Regions from separate parts of the Sus scrofa genome. Here region 1 is linked to region 2. The links are chromatin contacts, called in public HiChIP or PLAC-seq maps. All regions are on one chromosome and are shown on one strand. The core of a region is the stretch at or near the end of the contact, and the rest is flanking DNA. Distances in the headings are between cores, read along the strand shown.

Evidence for each region. HiChIP or PLAC-seq counts read pairs in DNA pulled down with a chosen protein or histone mark.
Region 1: a contact with region 2 is called in an H3K27ac HiChIP or PLAC-seq map of alveolar macrophages. The contact joins two enhancer-like sites. A contact is called at or near these places in 1 of 47 Hi-C or Micro-C datasets (fetal liver) and 2 of 2 datasets of contacts at active chromatin or transcription factors (alveolar macrophages and skeletal muscle).

The regions. Positions count from the first base shown.
Region 1 is chr2:87,390,219-87,394,171 of Sscrofa11.1, forward strand. All of the region lies in intron 3 of LHFPL2 (lipoma HMGIC fusion partner-like 2), which reads right to left. Among named protein-coding and RNA genes, the nearest start is that of LHFPL2, 110 kb to the right of the region's middle. Within about 2 kb of position 2,318, at least 14 of the 83 cell types and tissues checked have an H3K27ac peak or open chromatin away from gene starts, as enhancers often do. A contact at or near this core is called in alveolar macrophages, where this site is marked.
Region 2 is chr2:87,321,549-87,326,084 of Sscrofa11.1, forward strand. It overlaps LHFPL2 (lipoma HMGIC fusion partner-like 2), which reads right to left. Exons shown (of 5, transcript NM_001243213.1): 5 at 1,637-3,932. The coding sequence ends at 3,676. Among named protein-coding and RNA genes, the nearest start is that of SCAMP1, 110 kb to the left of the region's middle. Within about 2 kb of position 3,158, at least 25 of the 83 cell types and tissues checked have an H3K27ac peak or open chromatin away from gene starts, as enhancers often do. A contact at or near this core is called in alveolar macrophages, where this site is marked.

The DNA.
Region 1 (3,953 bases), core at 1,068-3,567, 68 kb after region 2:
CACACAAAAGAGTATTTACAGTTCAACTGGATGTGCATCACAGGAAAACAGTAATAATTAAAGCAGCCATGGAGGACCTGCGAACTTACTAAAGTGATGGCAGCCCTTGTGCCCACCTTGCCTACTGGGGGCAGGAACCAGAACCAAAGAGCTTAAATTAAACTTAAAAAAAAAGAAAAGAAAAATAGTACTCCCATTTAAAATACATATTTCTACAGAAGAAACAGCATTAGCGTGGTAGGAGTTTGAATTATGACAAAGGTCCACTTTCAGAGGCAAATCATTTGTAATTCTAGAATCCTTAAGTTGCAGAAATTTAATAGCTCTGTGACCTTTGTATGTTAAAAAAAACCCAAAAACCAAAAACAATGTAGTGAAGCTTTTGTCCAACTACCACCATATCCTTCGGAAATAAACCCTCCAGCATTGTGTAGCGGCTCTGATTTGCCATCAGGGAAAGGAAAGTTAACAGTCTCAAAGGGGCTTCACATTACCGCAGAGCTGGCTTCCTCTGCCAGGGTCCCTCGAGAGGCTCAGAGGCTCCAGTTTCTGAATGGGAAACGCTCTGCAGGCGGGACAGGAGGACGAATCAAACACACCCACTTTCACAGAGCTGCCAGACCCTCTGACTCGGCCCCTCTGTGGATTCTACCACCAAAGGGCACTTGTCCATTGCTTCCTGGGCCTTCCAGGAACTGCCCCACGGGGCTCCTCCCGGTAGTGGCCACTCTGTGTAGCTCCCACGGCTCCCCGCACGCACCCACGTGGGTGCTGCTATCTCCTCCTCCCTTCCTCTCTGCCTGTCCCCCTCCCACCTATCCTTCAAGCTCTAGCTCCAATGTCACCACTTCCAGGAAGCCTTTCCAGTTAAGACAGTTTTGCTCATGGAGGAGAGGGCCTTACTGGAGCCCCTTGGACGGCAAAGCACTTTCTAGAGCAGGGTGGGCTTAAGAACACGACTTTCCTCCCTTACTGGACAGTCTGCACATTAGTTCTGAGTCACTGTCGCATCCCACAGGGCGGCACACCCGGTATCTGCTCAGTAAACTCCTACAGCACCTCCCCAGAGTGCTGTCCGGCCTTCAGGGGGCGCCGGTGAGCCCAGAGGGCACCCAGGGGGCAGGCACTGGGACCCTGTCTCCCATCTCCCGCCCAAGGGCTCTGGGGCTCTGGGTTTCCCCATCTTTCTCACTGCCCCTCTGAGAGGGCAGAGCAGCAGGATGGTGCTGCCCTCAGCCTGTGAGACACAACTCATGGCCCCAGCCTGATCTCCTGGGTGCAGGGGAGTGAGGCCAGGAGCCGGTACATCTCTTTCTCCGGCCCCTCCGTGGCCTTCCTGTGCAGGTCCCAGAAGAAAAGACTGCACAGAGAAGCCACGCAGGGGCTGAAAGAAGAGCGTTTCCTCAGCCCGTCCAGTCAGCTTCAGGTCTACACAGACCGAGGAGTAGATGAGACAAGGAGATGGCACAGTGACAACTAGGACAAAATATCCGGAGGATCCAGCAAGCCCCGGAGGCTCTGCCACATGAACTGAGGGCAGAGAAGGTGCCTCTGGGAGGCAGCAGACCCAGGCCAGACTGCTAGCACAATCCTCTCTGGCTGCCCCAAAGGGCAGCCACCACAGTCCACTGAACTGGGAAAAGGGTCGGGGCCGGGAGTGGCTTAGGGAAATCACTGAGCGCCCACCAGCGCCAGCGCAGCCATGACGAGCTGACGCCTGACTTGCCAGAGTCTCCAGGCTCTCAGCTCCGCCCTGCTCCCGGGTGCTCTTGCAGGCGCAGCGTGGTTCCCTTACCCCAAGCACCCGCGTGGACTCTATGAGGACAGGGACCCCGGTGTCTCCCCTGCTCAACATTGTAGGCATGCACACAGCCTGACACACGCATAGCTGGGGCCGAACAACTACCTGTGGAATGACTCCTCCGCGGGTAAAACAGAGCTGCGTCTCTGGTTTGGAATCACCAGAGGCAGCGCGTTTTGAACACAGCGCCCGCAGAGCCAATCAGCGTCGTCTCCATTCCTGGACTTATACAGAAGGGCCAGGGTAGGCACAGAAAGTCTCTAAATCAGAAGTCTATGGACACTTTCTTATAATTAAGCCAGGTCAGCCTCAGTGGTGATTTGTGTCAATAGGATGAGTATATAGTACAGCAGTCCCCCCCTTATCCCCAGTGTTGCTTTCTGCGGTTTGCTCCGCAGTCAACCATGGTCTGAAAATATTAAATGGAAAATTCCAGCAACCAACAGTTCACAGGCTTTAAATTGCACACCATTCTGAGTACCCTGACGAAATCTCGCCAAGTCCCCCTCCGTCCCTCCTGGGACATGAATCATCCCCTTGTCCAGCATGTCCCGCCCATTAGTCACTTATGGCCTGGTCCTGGCTGTCAGATTGACTGTCACAGTATCACAGAGCTTGTGTAACCCTTATTTTACTTAACAATGGTTCCAAAGGCAAAAGTAGCGAGGCTGGCAATTGGGATCTGCCAAAGAGAAGCCACAAAAGGCTTCCTTGAAGTGAAAAGGTGAAAGGTTTCAAAGTAGGAAAGAAAAACAATCATTTTTCTTAGCAACTGAATCATTGCTAAGATTGAGTAAGAATGAATCTTCTATCCATGAAATTGTGACGAAGGAAAAAGAAATTCGTGGCAGTTTTTGCTGTTGCACCTCACACTGCAAGTTACAGTGTGTGAGAAGTGCTTAGTTAAGATGGAAGACATTAATCTGTACAATGAGGTATTTCGAGAGAAGGAGAGACTACATGCCCATTATTTTTATTACAGTATATTGTTATAATTGTTCTATTTTATTATTGTTGTTGTTAATCTCTTATTGTGCGTAATTTGTAAATTAAGCTTTATCATGAGTACGTGTGCACAGGAAGAAATAGGACTTATTGGATTTGGTACCACCCAATGTTTCAGGCATCCAATGGAGGTCTTGGAACATGTCCCTGTGGCTGAGGGGGGATCACTGTATTTGTCTCAATCTTTAAGTCACCAGTCTGCACAGATGCAGCAAGGGTCCACAGTTCTGCTGATGACGGCAGTTTTAAAACAGCTTGTTCCAGTGAGGTTAGGCCACCTTGGTAGGGATGTCGGGCCAATGGCAGAAAAGTGAGCCAGTGAATTGTGGGCCATTTTCTTGCACACACACATGCACACACACACACACAGTGAACTGAAGCAACTGTTTCAGCAGGCATTAGACGGTATCTCAGTCTGCTTTTTAGTAACTTGGTCAGCCTCTAAGCTTTTCTTTCTTGTCTTTTCTTTCCTAAAAGAAAACACTCCCTGACCAAAATATGGAATTCATCTGCATTGTAATCCCAAGTGGAGCACCGACTCATTTCCTCTTGATCTGTGTTTCGCTTACTCCCACTCACTCTCATTTCTCATGGACAATGACTGGAAACAGTCCCCGGTAGGAATTTCAACCGCCCTCTTTGAGACAGATGTTTTGGAAACCACTGACACGCTGTCACTGGGAGGCAGATCACACAGTCGGGGCCAGACTGTGCAGTGCTGCACCCGGCAGCTCTCCCATTACCTGCAAGGCCTCAGTTATCTGTTAGATCAGATCAGACAGACACTTGCTATTGAGCAACTTTTTCTCCATGTCCCCTTGAACCCACACCTTCCCCAGCAGGAGGCCACATCCAAGGCCCCGTCTCAGCAAAGTCATTCTCATCTTCTGCAGCATCCAGAATGTGGTTTCCGTAAAGATCTAGTATGATCAAATCTTTCGATGGAAACATTACTTTCAGGAAGTAAGCGAGGCACTTGGGAGAGGAAAATGAACTTGTGTAAGTCATTAGGGCCCTGTTCATAAACTTCTGCTAGGCAAATGGGGCCCTAGTGGCTTGAGAGTTATTGCTCAAGACGCCTAAGCACCCACACAAGTTCATGTTTCTCCCCGGAGGGCCTCACTCTCTCCTTGAGAGAAATGCACTA
Region 2 (4,536 bases), core at 1,908-4,407:
TAGCCCTTAGATAGTGGTCTAGCATCAATGTGGTCTATCAAAGCATGTTAGCAAATAGCTCCTTAGTGATTATGTACCAGCAAGAGGCAACGTGGCAGCTTCACATTTCACATGAAAGACTAGCATTAACTGGGCCTGGCGTGCTGGCTTCACGTTCACATAAATCTAGTGATTATTTTAATTTAGACCCAGGAAAAAAGGAGTCCACACCAGTCTTGTCTTCACATAGGTTTGTGTAGCATTAAAATTGTTATGGGTTAATGACTAGGCCATGAAGGCAAAAGGTTGAAACTCTCCTTTGCCAAAACAGAACCAATCTCTGTTCCGACTCCTGTCCAGTTTCCAAAAAAACATACATACACCTTTGTTATTGCACATCTTTCACACAGACTTGTGTATGTATAATATACATAGATATTTTTTAAATATGCTACACATAAAAAAAGACTATGGCACTTTACAGAATACATGTTTCACAAAGATCCGTACACCACAGATGTTTGATAACTACACACAAACCCTTACACAAGTAATGTAACGTTGTTGAATCAGCACACAGGTTTAAAGAATCCACAGAATCCAAACATCTCTGCCTTCTTGGATGGAGGTCTTGGAGAAGCCCAGCCCCTGGCCAAACTTTTAGCGCAAATGCAGGTAAAAATAAATAAGACTTTTTCATGTAGTAGTAATGGTCCAGGTATAGTAGATTTTTAGACTGAGGCGATGACATGATTGATAGAAATTTATTAGAAAAATAGGTGTGGGTTGACAAGCAGCCTAATGGCTTTTAATCTATTTCTTTCTAACACATTCCTCCTCGTCAGTGGTTTTTAAACAGCCCTGAAGTTTTTGTCCAGACCAGCATATTTCTGACATTCCACTTATCCCAGCCGAGCCGGGCTCGATGGACTAAAGGTTTAAAAGGCCCGACATTACCTTTTACTCTTTCTCCGCTAGAGAAATTCCATTTCTGCTCTGCCCAATAAATCAGTGTTTAAGAAGTTTTTAGAGGTTTGGGGTTTTGTGTGCATGTGTTCCCCCCCACCCCCACCCCGGGTCTGTAGCATTCAGACTAATGAAGTTAAATGCTGTCGAGTGACTTTCTTCAGGCCAAGAGAGGTCACGTTTTCACTTAGGACTTTCGTTATCAGAATGACATAAGGATAAAGACAACGGACATGTCGAGAGGATCCTCTAGGCCTCTGACTTGCCTGTGAGGAGAGTGCAAGTGTCCAGGGAATGTTAGAAAATGGATTCTTGATCTTATTTAGACGGAAAAGTAGAGTGAATCATCTCATGATAAATTTAAGACAATATTGGGGTTTTTTATCAAGATTGCCTGATGAAGGCAATTTGCTTTGTTTTTTTTTTTTTTTTCCTTTTGAGGGCCCCACCCACATCCTAGGACAGATGGAGGTTCCCAGGCTGGGGTCGAATTGGAGCTATCCCCTCCAGCCTAGGCCAGAGCCACAGCCACGCGGGATCCCAGCCGCATCTGCGACCCACACCACAGCTCACGGCAATGCTGGATCCTCAACCCACTGAGCGAGGCCAGGGATCGAACCCTCGTCCTCATGGATGCTAGTCGGGTTCATTAACTGTTGAGCCACGATGAGAACACCAGGAATTGCTTTTCTTTTTTTTTTTTAAATGAAAATTATTGCCAAGGGTTAAAAAGTCTACTCCATGGCATCAGGCCTTGGTTAGCATGTATCAATACACAGACAGACAGGAGCCCTGTCCAGTGGCTGCTGTGATTCATTTCTGTACAGGGTTTCCTGAGCCCTTAGTGCAGGCTGCCATAGGGGCTACAAAGTTACCCCTTTTCAAAAAAAGTCATAGACTGGCTTATTCTGAACTTTGGTCTAAGGATGGTGAACTCATGAAGACCTTATTCCACGCCCCCACCCCTTAATCTGCGAGATAAAATGGTTTCTGGCACGGGCCCGAGGCCAGAATGGAGTAAAACTCGAGTAGCTCCGTTCCATGAACATATAAAGCAATTAGCTGTTCTGTAGCAAGGTCTGGTTTTAAACGCACTGAGCTGTAAGATGATTCACTCAGGGCAGGGCTGTAAAGTCTGAATCAGGGTACTATGCCTGGTGGCACTTAGCACCTAGTACTTTGCCCAAACAAGGTTTGTAATTATCTGTTGAATTTTCAAAACAAAGCAAGCCCTCAAGTAAGCAGATTCGTAAGCCCAAAGAGACCTATACTTCTAATCCTTCCAGAAATCTGGCAGGTCCACCCCACCTGCTGCGGTTGCAGTGGGCGATTTCTCTATCCTGCAATGCTGAATGAAGCTCAGCTAAGGCCAAACTAGGTTGTTTTTGGTCACTTGGATCAGTCCAACGTAAATCTGAAGTGACGGCTAATACCATTTTCCTGAATCAATTATATGGGTAATGCATAGAAATTAGACTAAAGGCCCCTGAATCCATTTTAATAGTGGCGTTCCGCTCTGTTTTGTAAACAGGTGCAGGCGGGTGCTCTGAGCTGGTCTAGCTCTCATTTGTGCGTGAGCTTTCTACTCTGTGCTTTCCTGAGAATGCAGCCTTTGATGTAACTCACCCGTTAGAGCAATTCAATGGTATCATTACACAGTTTGCTGGCAGGATCAACACTCGTAACTAGAAAAACCTAACCTCATGACCAGCTCCCTTTTTCTGCACAGAATGTCACTTGTTCTGCCGCCGCTGGGGGTAGAAGAGCGCTGACCCCAGCACAGTCACCACAGTGGGAAAAGGTCTCCGGGCAGAGGCTGCCACTCTGGCCGGCGTGCCCAGTCAACCTGGGAAGGAGCCACAGCTGGCCTGGGGACCTCTGTCCCTGCAACGAGGAAGCAGAGTGAGGTTTCCTTTGGCAGCCAAAGCACAGTCCTAACCGTAGAAGAAAACCATGTGATCTCAGGGGGAAGAGGAGCCCGGGCCTGGCCGCCAGGAAGGGGAACCAACTTGCCTTCACTGGCAGGATGTGGGGCTTTGATTCTCATGATCAGACAGGTCCTTATTCTTTCTTTGCTCAACTTCCTAAAATCTTGGAGGGACAGCTCAGTGGAGCCACCTAACTCTGGAATTCCGCCCAGGGTAGGTCCCACCACAGAACTCCACACTGTCGCTGCAGACCTGTTTGGCCAGCTCAGCAAGAGACAGTGTCGTGCTGTGCCCACAGCCTCGCCCCCGTCAGGGTGTGCTCTTCCTTGCAGCCTCCGCCTGAGACGGTTGGAAAGGACCAGGAGGAAACAGAAACACCAGCCCCCAAACCTCACACTGAGGCACAGATGCTCCCAACCTGTGCGGAAACACCGCTCTAAACAGCCTGCGAATCTGGCTCATAGTCTCTTCTGTTCCCAGAGAAACTGCGGCTGCAATGGTTTAGATCATCATCCTTCACTGAGCCGCGGGCAAGACGGAGTCCGGCAGGACTTGACGATGGGTCAGGGTTTATGTCCTTTTCATCCGCCCTCTCTTGGAATTTGCACTGTGGCCCTCGCGTGCCGTCCTCTGCTCAGCTGGATGCTGCCTGTCGTGGGTCCTGTTAAGGCGCAGGGCTGTGGAATGTGGCTTTGGTAGGTAAAGGCTAGTTCTTCTTCACTTGACTCAAACGAGGAAACCAGACGTGAACTGTTTCACAAGGTCACACGAGCAAGCAAACAGCATTAGTGTCTCGCCCACACTAAAGGAGGCAGATGAGGTTTTTCCCCTCTTCGATTTCTTCTTGTACTTTGTCGCTGGAGGTGGCAATTTCTGCCTGTGCGGAGAAGACGGCACAGACGAAGGTGAGCACGGTGCCCCCGATGGCGGTGTAGAAGGCCCAGCCCAGGGAGCAGTCTCCAGGTTTGTAGGCCGATGCATAGTGTCCGCAGTAGCCTATGGCCTTCTGGCAGCCCCAGCCAGCGGGGTAGAGGATCAGGCCGAGGATGAGGAACAGGCCTGCGGGGCAGAAGAAGGAACAGGTGAAAACCCCTTGGCTCTGCAATGCCCAGTGAGGGGCTGTACCGATCTGAGTCACTGTGACTTGATTTGCCTGCTCTGGGCTATGGCATCCGCTCTGCAGTAGCAAGTGTCGGGGACTGCTGGATGCAACTAGTCTGACCTGCTCAAGAAGAGCACTGGATGCGAAACAGGTTGGACTGTGAACCTACTAATAATTTCTCTTCTGGAAAAGCAGGTAACCTTGGTACTATTTCTTGTCACAGAGTTCTTAGTGCAGCGAGCATTTCCCTTTTGGTCTAAGGCAGAGGTTGGCAACCTGAGGCCCAGAGGTCAAGCAGAGGCTTGTTTTTGTAAATGAAGTTTTGTTGGCACACGGCTATGCCCATTCGTTTATGGACTGCCTGCGGCTGCTTCTGTGCTGAAATGGAACAGGGCAGAGTTGCTGGGGACCCTATGGCCTGAAAAATCTCCAATATTTACTATCTGGCCTTTGGCTGAAAAAGTTTGTCAACCCCTGGTCTAAGGGAATTCACATAAAACCACGGTTAAATGCAAGAGAGCCCAGATCTTAACCTGAGTGTCAGGCTTTAAATCTAAGTCC